Linked DNA regions of Mus musculus: regions 1 and 2 are each linked to region 3. A link is a contact called in public HiChIP or PLAC-seq and promoter capture Hi-C data. All regions are on one chromosome and are shown on one strand. The core of a region is the stretch at or near the end of the contact, and the rest is flanking DNA. Distances in the headings are between cores, read along the strand shown. Region 1 has its middle 26 kb from the start of Gm29796. Region 2 overlaps Efl1 (elongation factor like GTPase 1). Region 3 holds the start of Cfap161 (cilia and flagella associated protein 161).

Region 1 (5,129 bases), core at 56-2,555, 1.0 Mb after region 3:
GGTTCTCACACAGCTGCCAAGGAGTATCTACCTGGGAGACAGATCTGAAAGACAGACCCCAGTGCATTCTCCTTGCTCTCCCTCTCCTTTTTAGGCCAGGGGATGGGTCACAACCACATCACAAGAATGGTAACATCTATATCCTGCTTCTGATCTAGAAGATCTGACACAAAACTGAGAACGAGTCTCTTTCAGGTGATGTGAATGGCTAGGGCTAGGACTTCATTGTGGAGTTAGTCTGGTTCGTGTTCTTTTTCTCTGGATGTGAGGCAGCTGACCATATAAGGCACATAATGGTACCCTATCATCATTAAAGGTGTAGATTTGTGTATGAGAGCCATTGGTAGCCTGCTGAATTTAATGCCCCTAATCCCTGTCTGGTGACAGTTGAACTGGACAAGGTTTGTATGTACGTACTCCTGGAAAGTAACCAACAGGGTGGCAGAGACAAAGAAACCTTGGGGACCTTCCCATCAGGATGTCAGCTGTCAGATATGCTCCAGGCACATAGGGTTTCTCCAGTCTCTCCCAGGAGCTCCTGCCTGCTCTGGGTGGGAGCTGAAGTTCTTATTTTACCCTCCTGGCACCAGAAACTTTTTCTTCCACATTATATTTTGTTTTTTTTTTTTTTTTTAAAGAAAATATGGGGTGGCTGAAAGTTGGCCAGAGGCTATCAGGAGGAAATAAACCCCACCATTTTCCCATTTTAGCACCTGAAGTCATCCCTTAGGTTAACATATGGTACAGGGTGGAGGTGGCTTTCATTTATACCAGATATAAGGAGGACAAGGTCTGAGTCCCCTGGGTAAATCTTCAGGGAAACCTGGAATAAAGGCACTACAGGGCATCAGGATAAGTTGCCAGGAGGTTGAACCAAAATGCACTTAGAGGAGGCTGGAAGACCCGCAGCATGTGCCAAGACCCAGGCCAGTGATGTCATAGCTCTTTCCTCTACTGCAGAGGGGTGTGTGTGTGTGTGTGTGTGTGTGTGTGTGTGTGTGTGTGTGTGTGTGGTTTTCTCTCCAGTCCTTTGCCAGTTAGCTGGCTACTGGTTATCCCCAGTGCTCCCCACTCTAATTCCTAAGAAATCCTGCCAGGCTGTTTGGTCTGTGACACAGTCACATGACTCAAAAACATGAGTGTTCCAGAGCCAGTACACTGGTGCTCTAAGTCACAGAGATTGTAGAGGGACAGTGGGTTCCTTTGGAAAGCCAGGGTTGGCACAAACAGCCTGGCTTCCTTGCCTGTGAGAGTTATCAATCAGACATTGTGACATCTCTGCCTGAAGGCTGGCTGGCACTGTGTTGGCCTGTGTCTGCTGGCCAGGCGCTCTGAGCTGTGCCTCTTTTCTCTGCACACCACACCAACAGTGTCCTATCTGTCATATTCTAATGTGCAGGTGTCAGTGACCAGTCCTTACCAAGCAGCCAGCACTGTTCAGTTACAGGCTCAGGACTATTTCATCATTTTAACTTACAATGATTTTTGCTGATATGCAAAGTAATACAACTTTGGGGTACAAAAAATTAGAACTTCGCAGCAAACGATGTGAAAAGAGAAAGTGATTGCTGAAACCTACAGAGCTGATAAATTCAAGGACTCAGGATGCCTTCAGATGGTCTTAGCTTTGTTCTTAATGTACATATAAGTACATGACGCAGGCAAATTCAGTAGAACACTGTGGTGTGTCTGGCTTGTTTTTTTTTTTTTTTTTTTTTAGATCCTCATACATATGCAAATTCTCTAGTATTAACTGTGGGGAAACCTTGCTAATTAAGGTCGAAGTCTACCAAGATCAGATAGCTTCTCAGAACACAGCACAAAAGGAGGACTCCCTTTGCCAGCAGCTTCCCCTTCTCTGACCTTGTCTGGAGAGCCCGAACCTCCACACCCTCTAGCTGGGGAAGGAGTTGCCAGGACAGACAGGTTCAACTTCCTCTTTTCCTCTTCTTCCCCACCCCACCCTCCCTCTAAGAACCTGCCCAGCAAGTACCTGGGATTCCTGGCATGCTTCTCCATGCAAATAAGGTATTCACAGAACCAGACCGTTAAAACTCTCCAAAGGATGACACCATTTGCATACACTAGCAAGCCTTTGTTGCAAGGACCATGATATAGCTGTCCCTTGTGAGACTAGGCCGGGGCCTAGCAAACACAGAAGTGGATGCTCACAGTCAACTATTGGATGGATCACAGGGCCACCAATGGAGGAGCTAGAGAAAGTATCCAAGGAGCTAAAGAGATCTGCAACCCTATCAGTGGAACAACATTATGAACTAACCAGTACCCCGGAGCTCTTGACTCTAGCTGCATATGTATCAAAAGATGGCCTAGTCGGCCATCACTGGAAAGAGAGGCCCATTGGTCAGGCAAACTTTATATGCCCCAGTACAGGGGAACGCCAGGGCCAAAAAATGGGAATGGGTGGGTAGGGGAGTGTGTGGGGGGGAGGGTGTGGGGCACTTTTGGGATAGCATTGGAAATGTAATTGAGGAAAATACGTATAAAAAAAAAAGCCTCTAACCAATGATTTCCATTTACTCTGAAAACTCCTTCTCACCCTCCAAGGTCCATATATGCCCCGTTCACCCCAAGGAAAGTATATTTGAATAAGCCCTCCCTGAATCAAAGTTAGGTACACAAGCTGAGATGGTCTAAGAGAGCTTTTTCACTGAATATCAGAGAAGAGGCAGGTGGATTTCTGAGTTCAAGGCCAACCTGGTCTACAGAAACCCTGTCTCAAAAAACCAAAACCAAACCAAACCATACCACAGTTAAGGAAAAAAATCTCCAGTTTTTCAAAGGAATATCAGCGATTCACTGTGTTGACTGAGGTAGTGTTCCACCATTAGATGCTAGAATTCGTTCCTTTAGGGCAACTGTGTGTAGCCTTGGTAGGGCATCTTTGACTCTCCTGTGAATTGCTAAACAGATTGTCAGGCCAAAGTGTATGGTCATTTTCCACTCCAGTACATATTGTTGAACAAGATAGGGCTGGCACAGGCAAATGCACTTAGATGTACATGCTCACTCACCCCAACCACATACTTATAATTTAAAAATAAATCTTAGAAAAAAAGCAAACCCGATCACAGAGATTATGGGTAAGGTTCGTCAGGAGACAGAGGGAACCTGGGGCTCTGATGGCTGTAGTGTCATTGTATCACAGAGACTATGGGTAAGGTTCCTCAGGAGACAGAGGGAACCTGGGGCTCTGATGGCTGTAGTGTCATTGTATCAGCTGGGAGCAGGCTCTCCAAGTGGATTTTCTGATTTGTTGTGCTGCTAGTTTCTAGCATCTGGGTTTGGCCTCCAAATTGTGGGACCCTTGTCTCAGGCTCCTAAGTGCTGAGATCACAGGCATGTACCACCAGCACACCAGGCTTCTTGAAACTTCTTACCTGGGTTTTCTGTTATCTGTAGCACAAAGGCATCTACTCCACCACTTACAGGCTGCAGAGCCCCCGCCCCCCCCCCCCCCGGGGGGGGGGGCGGGGATACACAGTCTCTTGGAGCTTTAGAGTCCTCCACCGAGGGGTCAGGTCATAATCGGGAGCTGACAGGGTGGCTGTGAGAGCTAATGGCACATGTGCGTAGGACAGTGGCTGTCCATCTGAATTGCAAAGCAGCCACCTATGGGCTTTTACTCTCTTGATATCCAAGCCACACCTCAAACTCATTAAGTCAGAAATTCTAGTGTCTCAGTGACTTTTAAAGATGCTGGCAGGATCTCAGGTTTTGGCAGCAGTGCACCGGTGAAAGGCTGGGGTGCAGGTGAGGATGAAGTCAACAGGTTGGCGGTGTGCTGCAGTGCCCCCCCACCCACCCAAGTGGCAGGGTGAGGTTGGTACTGTATCTCTGCAGGATTCCCCGAGAAGCTCTGGAACATTTGGCTGCAAAAGAGGCAGTGGGAAGCTAGTGGACAGGTGAATTTTCTAGGCTTGCTAGAGGTTGCTGCCTTACAGACCTACCTTTTCTGAACAAGGGAATTAGCTTTTGAGAAGGCTGGGCTGGTTCCATGATAAGCTTCAAATTGGCAGTCAAGGAGACTAAGCCTAAATTTCTGTTTCCAAGACCTGGGCAATTCCAGGCAAGTCCAGGCCTCAGAAGCCGCCCCACCACCTGGCCTGAGGCAAGGACAATGGGTCAACAGCAGTTTCCAGACTTCCTCAGCTACTTCCTCAGCAACAGTTACCAAACCTCCCCAGCCAGTTTTCAGCCCCCACACTCTGGTAATGGAATGTCCATAGAGATGGACCCAACAGATTAACATAGAGGTCACCTGCCCTGGAATTCCCTAATGTGCTTTAACTCAGGCCTGCGAGCTCACTTGGATGTCTATCTTGGTAATGGTGAGACCCCAGCATGCTGAACTTCTGCAGAATAAAACACTCTTTGCATTTATATACTATTTGAGTCCGGGGTGTCTGTCATTCTTCCGCGAATCATGGACCACAATCGTGGACCCTTACTCTTTGAAACAGAAACTGGGGTACTTACCGTCTGCAGTCTCAGACACAAGGCTACTACTTTTCTCGTTTTTAAAGAAATATTTGGTCAGGGAGCACATCTTTTTTGCATCAAACTCCATCCCACATGCCAAGTCCTATTTATTTTGAAGGGCTAAAGGATGACAGTAAAAGTCCACAGCTTCTGGGAGCAGAGCAATATATTCTCCTCGAGGCTGCATCTATGGGAAAGTCGCTTTCAGAGCCACCATCTTGGATAAGGGCAGCTTATAAAACATTCCGTGCATTTCCAGTGACCTCATGGGATACACATAACAGCTTTCTGGGAGAAAAGAGAAGCAGGGGTTCAGGGAGGGAAGAGGAGTTGGGGGGAAGGAAGGGAGGACTAGACACCTTAGAAGGTTGTTTCTTTTTTGAATTAGGGCAAATAAAAAAGGAAGTATCTAAATCTGATGTTCAAACAGCCCTTTCCAGTTTGATCTAGTCTTTTCTCCTTAAAAAAAAAAGCGACCCAGATCTGAGAGCTGCGGACACTCCGTTCCTCCCTTGGCTACTGGACTTAAAAGACAGGCGAACTCTTCCTCCATCTGCCCACACTTCATCCAGAAATTTCATTTTTTTTTCCAAAATAATATTTGTATTGATTCTTTAACGTCATAC
Region 2 (4,476 bases), core at 681-3,180, 1.1 Mb after region 3:
ACAGAACCATAGTGATGGCTGACCAAACCAGACTGTCGCACAAGCTCACCCTCAGTGACTTACCAGTGCTAATCTGCTTCAAGACCATCACTTTACCCATGGAGGAGGGGGAAGAAAAAAAAAAAAAAGAAGCAAAGCCCAGCAGGAGGGATGACCCCTAAACGTGCTTTCCTGGTAAAGCTGAGGATTAATCCTCATGACCAGGCTTCTTCAGAAGGCTCCAGTTCTTCCTTACTGTCAATCATGATCCGGCTGTACCATGTATAGTGAAACCATGTGTTCTCAGAAAGGAACAGTCTGCCAGTTTCTTACCTCAACATTTAGAGAAAAGAACTTAGAGAATGGAATGAATAAGAACTTTATTGTTCAACTAATAAATAAGGAGAGTTTCTTTTCCCAGACTGGGTAATGAGGAAGCAAATGGAATCTGCCTGTCATGTCCACTCTGGTGGGCTGTGTCTTGAGGAATTTGCTGTATGTGTGAACTCACAGCAGGTATTTACTTCCTTAGAGGACACAGTTCACAGCAATGCCACAAGTGGTGCCCATTTCCCAATCATTGGTTAGAGTGCATTTTCAGAAAAAAATATGGACCTAGACTTCATACAATAAATGAAGATAAGCACTCGGGCAGGCTGAGCAGTAGCAATATATCTGGAGCTGTTCACAGTGCGAGTTATGGTTCTCTAGAGGAGGGGAGGGAAGGGGAGGGGAGGGGAGGGCCTTTCTTTCTTGCCTTTCCCTGTCTCCTCTCACTCTCTCCTTTCCTATGCATCCTAGACAAGGCTCTATCATACAGCTCTAGCTCTAGGTCTATCCATTAATTGTTCTTCTTCTTTTTTTAACCTCTCTGGCAAAAGCTACAATACACAAGAATATGAGTAGAAAACTGAAAAAGTAATTCAAAGTACTTAATAAAAGCTGAGTATCTTCAACACACATTAAAAAAAAAAAGAAGCTTTTTATCAGTAAATGAGAACAGTAAAAGAATACAGGCCATGTTGGGTATGACGGTACACTGAGTTCCATCTAGTGTGGCCTAGTCTATAGAGTGAGTTCCGGATCAGTCAGAGCTACACAGTGAGATGCTGTCTTCAAGAAAAACACTCACCTTCAACACATCTGCTGTGTGTTAGTTCCAGTGTATTTTGTAGTTGGAACTTCAGCCTTCACGGTTTTTCTTTTTTAGAGGGCAGCTGTACTTTCATTTCCAAGGGAAACAGTTCCTATCTGCCTCAGTAGCAATGCACAGGCTCCCCCTCACAGTTCTGGAGCACATCTGTATCTGGAAGCTTTGTTATGTGCAATTCTTACTTATTTCCCACTTAAAAATTCCTCTAGGCTCTCTCCTTCCTACTTTTAACTAACAGCCAGCTAAAAAACAAAGGGTCAGAGGTCAAAGGGCAACAGGGGAAAGGTCATTGAAACACCACCATCATGTTTTAGCACAAAGTACTCGACTCTAGGAAAGCCCAGCTCTGCTGTCTCCTCATGCACATTGTGCAAGCACAGGGGTGTGCGTGCGTTCACTGTGCAAGGAGGGCACAACAAATACCCAGGGCTGAAACCCCTCTCACCAAGCAAATTGCTTCCAGATTCCGTGTGCTCTTGTGTCATGGAGTTTTGCTACAGTCAGAAGCAGCCACCTATGTCTGATCTAGTTAGGTATTTAATGCCTTTGTTTTTAATACAATGTAATGACTTTAATATAATTTTACAGTAATCTCAGCACTCAGAAGGCTGAGGAAGTTACACTTGTCTAAGTTTAGGCCAGCCTGGGCCTGAGACAGACTGTGTTTCTGGGGGAAAAAAATTAAATAAATGTGCATAATTTAGTCTTTAAAAATAGCCAAGTTTAACAACTGGCTGGCAAAATTTGTGAAACTTAACAACTGGCTCTTGAGAACTGACAGCTCCCCCTGTTTTGTCCTACAGGGCCAATCAGATTTTCCAGAGCTGAGCTTGTGGCTCCAGCTATTTGAGGGCTGCAGTCTGTGGCTTGGTTTTTCTCCCATTTTGGCATCCGTTTCTGATCTACAATCTTTACAGTCCTTGCCTCCTGTCTCATGGCGGAGACAAGCTCTCTTCAGTGGTCTCCTGAATGCTTCACGGTGCTGGGCAGCCATATCATTTCTCGGTAACACGTACTGAGAAGTGTACCACATGGGGGGCGGGGGGAAGGGTCTGTTATCACCTCAGAGGGAACTTAGAGACCTCCTGACAGGGCTGAGAGGACACAAGCCTGAGGACACAGAAGTGTCACAACACTGCACATTGTTCCATAGCTTGCTTCTAACTAGGGAGGTGTACATGCTAACATGAAGATTATGAGTACAGGACTGGCGTAAGCCACTTCTCTTCAAGAATGCAGACAACAGAGTGCGCTTATAAGCACACTGGGCTCCATACTAGCATTACCACACCCGTGAGAGCTGGGTTGTACTTGAATTGTGATGGCTACCATATCTGTAGGATGAGCAACTTGTCAGCTCCATTACAGTCCTGTGGGAATCACATCTTCATGAGAGAAGTGCCTTACGAGGCTGTGACTATAATCTCAGCTAGGGAGCAGCTCCGAAGGAGGATTCTGAGTCTCCTTCTCTAAAATCTCAGCCTGAAGGTTAATTTCTTGATCTTTGCTGTTTAAAGTCCTTGAACTCTGAATAGAACAATCATGTCCTTTGAAGCTTTTTGTAGGCAGCAAGCGTTGCTGGTCTCAGAGCACGGTGCAAGTTTCTTACTTCATCCATCATATGAAGGATGCCAGCAGAGGAGAGTGGGCACAGTGACTGCGGCCCAGTAGCTGGCTCTCTTCTTGATCCTCAGCTATCCACTGTGATTCTGATGGATGCAATGTCCTCCTACACTGACTGAATAATCTCTCCCCAAGCCTTCTTTCACTTCACACCAGTCTGGTTTACATGAGCCTCCTTGCTTTAGCTGATGAAGTTGGCTCTCTTCTGAACTTTAACTGTCTGTGCTAGTTTTATGAGTGGTGAGGAGTTTGTGACTGGTGCTATACAACTGTGCAAGTTTTTATATCCCACCAAAAAAGGAGGGAAGGCTTTACATTTCTTATAAGAATCTGTAGATTCTTTGCCACTTATCAGATGATCTTGTACCACTGAATGGTATAAATACTAAAGAGTTGTCAAGCAGAACCAGGAGACTTTTACTCTTGTTCCAAACAGTGTTTCCCTTCACATTTTCAGTAGCATAAGCAACAGTATCAGTAGGCCTATCTATTTTACATGTATGCATACATTATTCTCACATATACATACATAGTACATATGTATAATATGTTGTATGTATGTATTAGATGTATATATTATATTTTCTATGTCCATTTAACACTGGAAAGGCTTGGATGTAACTCTGCAGTAGAGCATGCATTTACCATGTATAAAGCTCTAGGTTTAGTCCCCGGCGACAAAAACTAAGTTAACTCTAAATTCCGAGTGGTCACTGTAAAATCTCAATATCTACTCCCAAACACGTGCAACCTGGGTGTTATTTTTGCCCTGATTCCCTTGCTTTTCTGCTGTAGCTTGTTCTCCTTGGCTACTTAAAGAAAACTGAGTTCTTCTTTGCTCTTTCTTCCTCCTCAGCTACGTGCTCAGGTTTCCCTCCACATATTACACATCATTCACTCTGCAGTAAGTTACAGCCACGCACTAAAAATAGGAGAGGAAAAGGGCGGGCAATAACAAAACCTCACGAGCTCACGGGGGCTGCTCGTTCCTGGGACGATTCAGGCAGCAGGTTTTCTTTATGGGAAACAAAGTTTGAAGTTTCACATGCAGATGCAGCCTGTCAAAACCACCTGGGAATGATTTCAAACTCACCATGCTAATAGGTCTCACTTCCAACCTAACCATTACTGGCCTTTGAAATATAGAAGCTAAAAGCAGACTGGACAGATCAAATACTATAGATAAAAGCATTTTGAAAAGCATACAGCCCTATGAAAACATAAGGTGGGGGGTATTAAAAAATGGATTTGGACATGAACTCTTCCAAGCTCACTCATTTCAATGGTTCCCTAATGCGCGGAAGAAAACAGAACCTGGGCAGACTTTAATCCAGACCCAGTTCAGCCTCCTACTCGGATCATTTCGGGCCAGCCGTCTTTAATCAAGCCGTGCTCTGTCCACAAGGACTGGAGATAAACTGAGGTTTGGTCATGTGCTGCCAAGGCCACTGTGCTCAGTTTCTTAGGGGCCGGCTGGAAATTATGTGATCAAATCTGAATGTAACTTTTCAAGAGTTGTGTGTGGTCTTTCTAACAAAGAGGTGCTTTATATTTGGGGCTGGCTTGAAAATCTCTTGCCTGTAACTAATTAATTGATAAAATAGTCACCATAACAAAAGGGGACATAAACCAAAAGAAATGTTAATATGCTAACTGAATGCAATTTATAGTTTATTCTCATTGATCAGATGCAGAAAAGAATATGGAAGAGAAGTATTGGT
Region 3 (4,505 bases), core at 19-2,518:
GAGAGGAGCAGAATATTCCTACTTTTGTGTCTTATGCTTCAGCCTCCGGCTCAGGTCCTTCCAGGTCGACAAGGACACCTCCCCACTACCCCAGGTTTTGCTCAGTTGTCATTCTCATAGTCCCCATGACAGGAATGATTCATCCATCAGCTCTCCCAGTCTGTCTTTCATCACATCTTCAGTGACCTGTGTGTATTACAGTCTTCTGAAGTAATTTGTTTTCAGCATCTGGCTTCCCTTGATAGACTGGGTTTGGCTCTCACCTTCCACTTCTTGCTTGGGGTGGGAGACTCTGCACACTGGGGGACTGATTAATGAATGTATTCAGCTAGCAGCCAGCAGCCAGCAGCCAGCAGCAGGTGGTACTACCTAACTGCCTGTTCACCCCACTCATAACACAATATCCTCTTTAGGAAATGTTGGCTACACAAACTTTTTTAAATTAAAAAAAATTTTTTTTTAATATCAGGAGTGCCTGTAAATTGCAGGTTTGTCTTTGTGTTTGGACATGGGAAGGGAGGGTTGCTATAAAATTTGTGAAAATACAGACTGTCACAGAAATAGATATACACATTAATATATGCTAACACAGTAGTTTCTTCCTTTGGAAGCTGTGAGGTTTCGGCAATGCCCCTCTTTTTGTGTTTAGGTTTTCCAGCGTCTACAGTAAAGGGGTGATGTTTTGTGAAATTGCTGCTGACAGTGATTAGGAAAATAGGCTGGAGTTGAACCAAGCTTCCACAGAAAAGCTAGGGGCACTCGGGTTCCACAGCACTTTAACTTAGATTTTAGTTTAAAAAGCAAACAAGACAAACAAACAAACAAAATACAAAACCAAACATCAACAAGAACAACTCAATATTTTATGCCAGTTGTAGGCTGCACACCTGTGAGTCAAGAAGATCTCCAGCGCAAGACCTGACTGTGTTACATCATAAGTTCAAGGCCAGCCTAGGGTATGTATCCAGACCCTAACTTAAAAACCAAACTCTCCCCCAAAAAACAACAGAAAAAAAGTTTCAAAAATTTCTCCGCCTAGGGAACATTTGGAACAGTGTCCCCCGTCAGGGGTTTCCCAGATCTGCTTTGAGTGCTAGTCATCTGAGACAGTGGCAGTGGTGGGAGGGGCAGGGCGAGCTGGAGGGGGCGTGGGTCTAGTATGCTGTCACTTATTGGCCAGCCAAAGAGATCTTGACCAACTGGCAACTGGCAACTGCCTGGTCGTCATGGCAACGAAGCACGCTAACTCTGAGTGTCAGTGGAGGCTGGAGCTGGCTTTCAAGAGAGCAAGGGGCGATGGCGCAGAACGTGTATGGTCCTGGAGTGCGGATGGGCAACTGGAACGAAGATGTCTATTTGGAGGAGGTGCGCAGACTCCTGTCCTCTCGCATCCCTAGGATCCCAGACCCTATCCTGCTATCCTGCATGTTCTCTCTCTGCTGAGCATTTAGCATCCTATCACCCATCTTCATCTACTGCCCCCACCCCCCCTGTGCACCTTTGCTACCCGAGGTAGTTCACCTGCTGTCTCTGAGCACCCATGCTCACTGAATGTCCCGCTCCACATTTCCTGAACCCAGAGCAAGAACAGCTTGCCGCCTCCCGGGCCCTCTGGCCCTCACTAGGTTTGTGACACTCTCAGGTCCTGGAAAGGTTCTGGGTTACAAACATATGGAGAGGCCTGGGCTTTTCACATTCTCACCCAAGTCAGGAGGACCCCAGTAGAGACTGCTGACCTCCTATATATCACTCCTGATTGTTTCTGGACGAGATAAGCACAGGGGTCCTATCCTTCCCTTCCTTATGCATTTCTCTTTTCATCTCCTGCTCCCCGCCCCTGCCTCTGCCCCCATGACGTGCTGCCTACTGACATTTTTGCCATCCCCAGAGCGATCACGTTTCCTTTTGTGTCCTTGAACTGTCTTTGAACTTGAAGTGCTTCTGAGGAAAAAGCTATCAGTACCTGTGCTCTGCAACAGCTCTGTCCCTGACTCCCCTTTTCTCGGTCTCTGCATCCCCAGGAGCGCATGAGACACTTCCTAGAGAAGAGGGAAAAAGGAGAACTTCTTATTCAGAGAAACAGAAGAGTGAAGAAGAACATTTTGAGACCGGTAATGTCAAATTCCAATGCCAATTTCAAAATTCTGCCTAGTTAAGTGTGAGTTAGGCAAAGAAAATTTCTATGAACAAAGTAACCATTTAGAAACTTTTAAAAAAATTAATAAAAAAGTATAGTGTTAAAATTCCTCTAGATTTTAGAAATTTAGATTAAGGGTTAAGATTAGGTTAAGAAATTTAGAATTTAGATTAAGGGAAGTCTGTCCTTAATTATGTTTACTTAATTGTTTGCATTTTCTAATAAAGGGGTGGATTAATGCTTTTACAAGTAAAGTGCCTTTCAGCTGCTGTGCAAAAAAAAACGTTTAATAACATTGAATTGAATAAATTGACAACGGTAAACTATGTAGAGTCCAACAGCTTCGCATGATCTTGTTTGGGGGTCATCAAGAGCTTGAAGGATGCTAACCAAGGATCTGAGGAAGGGAGGCCTTACTGAAATGGATCTAGTCTGAGAAGGAAAGGAGATACACCTGGGAGGGATCTTGACCCCAGCAGCTAAGGAATTGAGTAGCTTATTGGAAAATTCCTATTAAAATTGTAGATGCAGCTTTCGGTATCGGAAGATGGATATGTCCACTATGGCGATAAAGTGATCATTGTGAATCCTGACCAAGTCCTGGGGGAGGAAGCTGGCAAGTTTATGAGAGGAGACCTGAGCCTGTGTATGAGCCCAGATGAAGTTAAAGCGCAGCTTAGTGATGACTTAGAGATACCCTGTGGTGTGAGTGCTGTGCAGACCATCGCCCCGATGGGCAGGAACACCTTCACCATTTTGAGGTAGAGACGCTCAGCTTCAGAGCATGGGAGTATCTGCTTAGACTTGTAGCTTGTGGTGGCACACAATTGTTATCCCAGCACTGGGGAGGCAGAGACACGCAGATCGCTGAGCCTACCTTACTTAGCGAATGTTGAGGACCCTTTACTGGCCTGCTTGTTGACAACAGCAGGAAAAGTAGGTATTTGTGTTCAGTTAAAAAATGCTTGCTTTATGATGATTTGATACAAAGTATTAAGCTTACATTCTGTCTGGAAGCAAAGAAGGATTTTTTTCAAATAATGTTATGGGATGCTTGCTTTATGCTCACAAGAGTGCTGGCTTGCATTCTTCTTGATGGAATGTTAGCTTCCCCCCCAAAAAAGTCATTTATGAAAAGGTTGCACAGGACGGGCTTTGCTCTTTTAAAATCGATTGTCTACTAAAAATTGACTTGAGGTTTTGGAAATGATCCGCAGGACCCTTAGAGACGTACAATCGCAATTTAAAACGACCGACTTCATGCCGGGCGTGGTGGTGCACGCCTTTAATCCCAGCACTCGGGAGGCAGAGGCAGGCGGATTTCTGAGTTCGAGGCCAGCCTGGTCTACAGAGTGAGTTCCAGGACAGCCAGGGCTACACAGAGAAACCCTGTCTCGAAAAACCAAAAAAACAAACAAAAAAAAAAACAACCGACTTCACATTGTGGGAGATTTAGTGACAATGTCTCAGTGACAAGAATAGAAACTGCTATCTGTGTCCTTAGTTTAATGTTTCTTGAGTACACATGGGTTGTGGTAAAACAACTTAAAGCTGATGACAACTTTTATTCCCTGGAAGATTATGAGGGAAGACTGTATTCAATGCTTGCAGAGGTATAACCTTGGCTCTGTCTTAAACCGTGGCCTTGGCTTGTGCTAACATGGCATGCTTAGTCCCTTCTGGTCCAAGGCTATAGAGTCGGGAGGCCATGGGTTTGACCTGTGGGGCAGGGCAGGGAGTGGCATGCTAGTTGGATGTTAAGGCTGAAACAAAAGGATTTTTCTAGCTGGCTGTGGTGGCTTACACCTGTAACTCCAGCACTCCCATTAGGCTGAGACAGGAGGATTCCTGAAAGTACTGTGCCATGTCAGTTTGGGCTACATAGCAAGTTCGAGGCCAGGCCTGGGTTTCAGTGTGAGACTCTCAAAACACCAAAAGCCAAAAACTGGACATGTTTCCAAATAGAGACATGAATAGATTAATATAGGAAAAAAATAAGAATGCCTTTTAGTTGGTGCTCAAGAATATTTCAGTGAATGTTGCACAATTTAATGATGGATTCCAGCCCGTGATTCTCATCGACCTCTCTTGATGTTATCTGAGATGACTGAGGTCTTTGCCAGGGTGAACAAAACAGAAGGAAGAGGAACTTTTGTTACTTAATTTAGTGCAGTTGGTGAATATGCACTGTCAAGAAAAGCGTGGAAATGAGGTAGCCTCACACTCTCCCGTTGCTCTCACCTCTAGTGACGGCGCAAACAGCTGCGAAATGGGCCAAGTGGTTGTCTATGGGCAGAACTTCTGCCTGGGGATAGCAGCAGGACTGGAAGGCAAGATGGTGAGTCTGCTCCTGTGTGCCTACTGTCAC

Evidence for each region. Promoter capture Hi-C pulls out the DNA fragments that hold promoters and counts their contacts. HiChIP or PLAC-seq counts read pairs in DNA pulled down with a chosen protein or histone mark.
Region 1: a contact with region 3 is called in an H3K27ac HiChIP or PLAC-seq map of embryonic stem cells, with 7 times the contacts expected there. The contact joins the enhancer-like site here to the promoter of Cfap161 in region 3. A contact is called at or near these places in 3 of 39 promoter capture datasets (embryonic stem cells, hippocampal neurons and pre-B cells), 3 of 115 datasets of contacts at active chromatin or transcription factors (all in embryonic stem cells) and 2 of 9 other capture datasets (adipose tissue and liver).
Region 2: a promoter capture Hi-C map of hippocampal neurons shows a contact between it and region 3, with 8 times the contacts expected there. The contact joins the enhancer-like site here to the promoter of Cfap161 in region 3. A contact is called at or near these places in 9 of 39 promoter capture datasets (the 3T3-L1 cell line, the HPC-7 cell line, cranial neural crest and 5 more), 10 of 484 Hi-C or Micro-C datasets (adipose-derived mesenchymal stem cells, cerebellar granule neurons, cerebellum and 5 more), 3 of 115 datasets of contacts at active chromatin or transcription factors (astrocytes, cardiomyocytes and embryonic stem cells) and 2 of 9 other capture datasets (adipose tissue and liver).

The regions. Positions count from the first base shown.
Region 1 is chr7:82,782,292-82,787,420 of GRCm38.p6, reverse strand. No RefSeq gene overlaps it. Among named protein-coding and RNA genes, the nearest start is that of Gm29796, 26 kb to the left of the region's middle. Within about 2 kb of position 1,305, at least 60 of the 459 cell types and tissues checked have an H3K27ac peak or open chromatin away from gene starts, as enhancers often do. A contact at or near this core is called in embryonic stem cells, where this site is marked.
Region 2 is chr7:82,720,360-82,724,835 of GRCm38.p6, reverse strand. The region is part of intron 15 of Efl1 (elongation factor like GTPase 1); the gene reads right to left. Among named protein-coding and RNA genes, the nearest start is that of 4933406J10Rik, 33 kb to the left of the region's middle. Within about 2 kb of position 1,930, at least 23 of the 459 cell types and tissues checked have an H3K27ac peak or open chromatin away from gene starts, as enhancers often do. A contact at or near this core is called in liver and uterus, where this site is marked.
Region 3 is chr7:83,791,602-83,796,106 of GRCm38.p6, reverse strand. Cfap161 (cilia and flagella associated protein 161) reads left to right here and starts at 1,268. Exons shown (of 7, transcript NM_029335.3): 1 at 1,268-1,365; 2 at 2,022-2,111; 3 at 2,663-2,898; 4 at 4,385-4,475. The coding sequence starts at 1,297.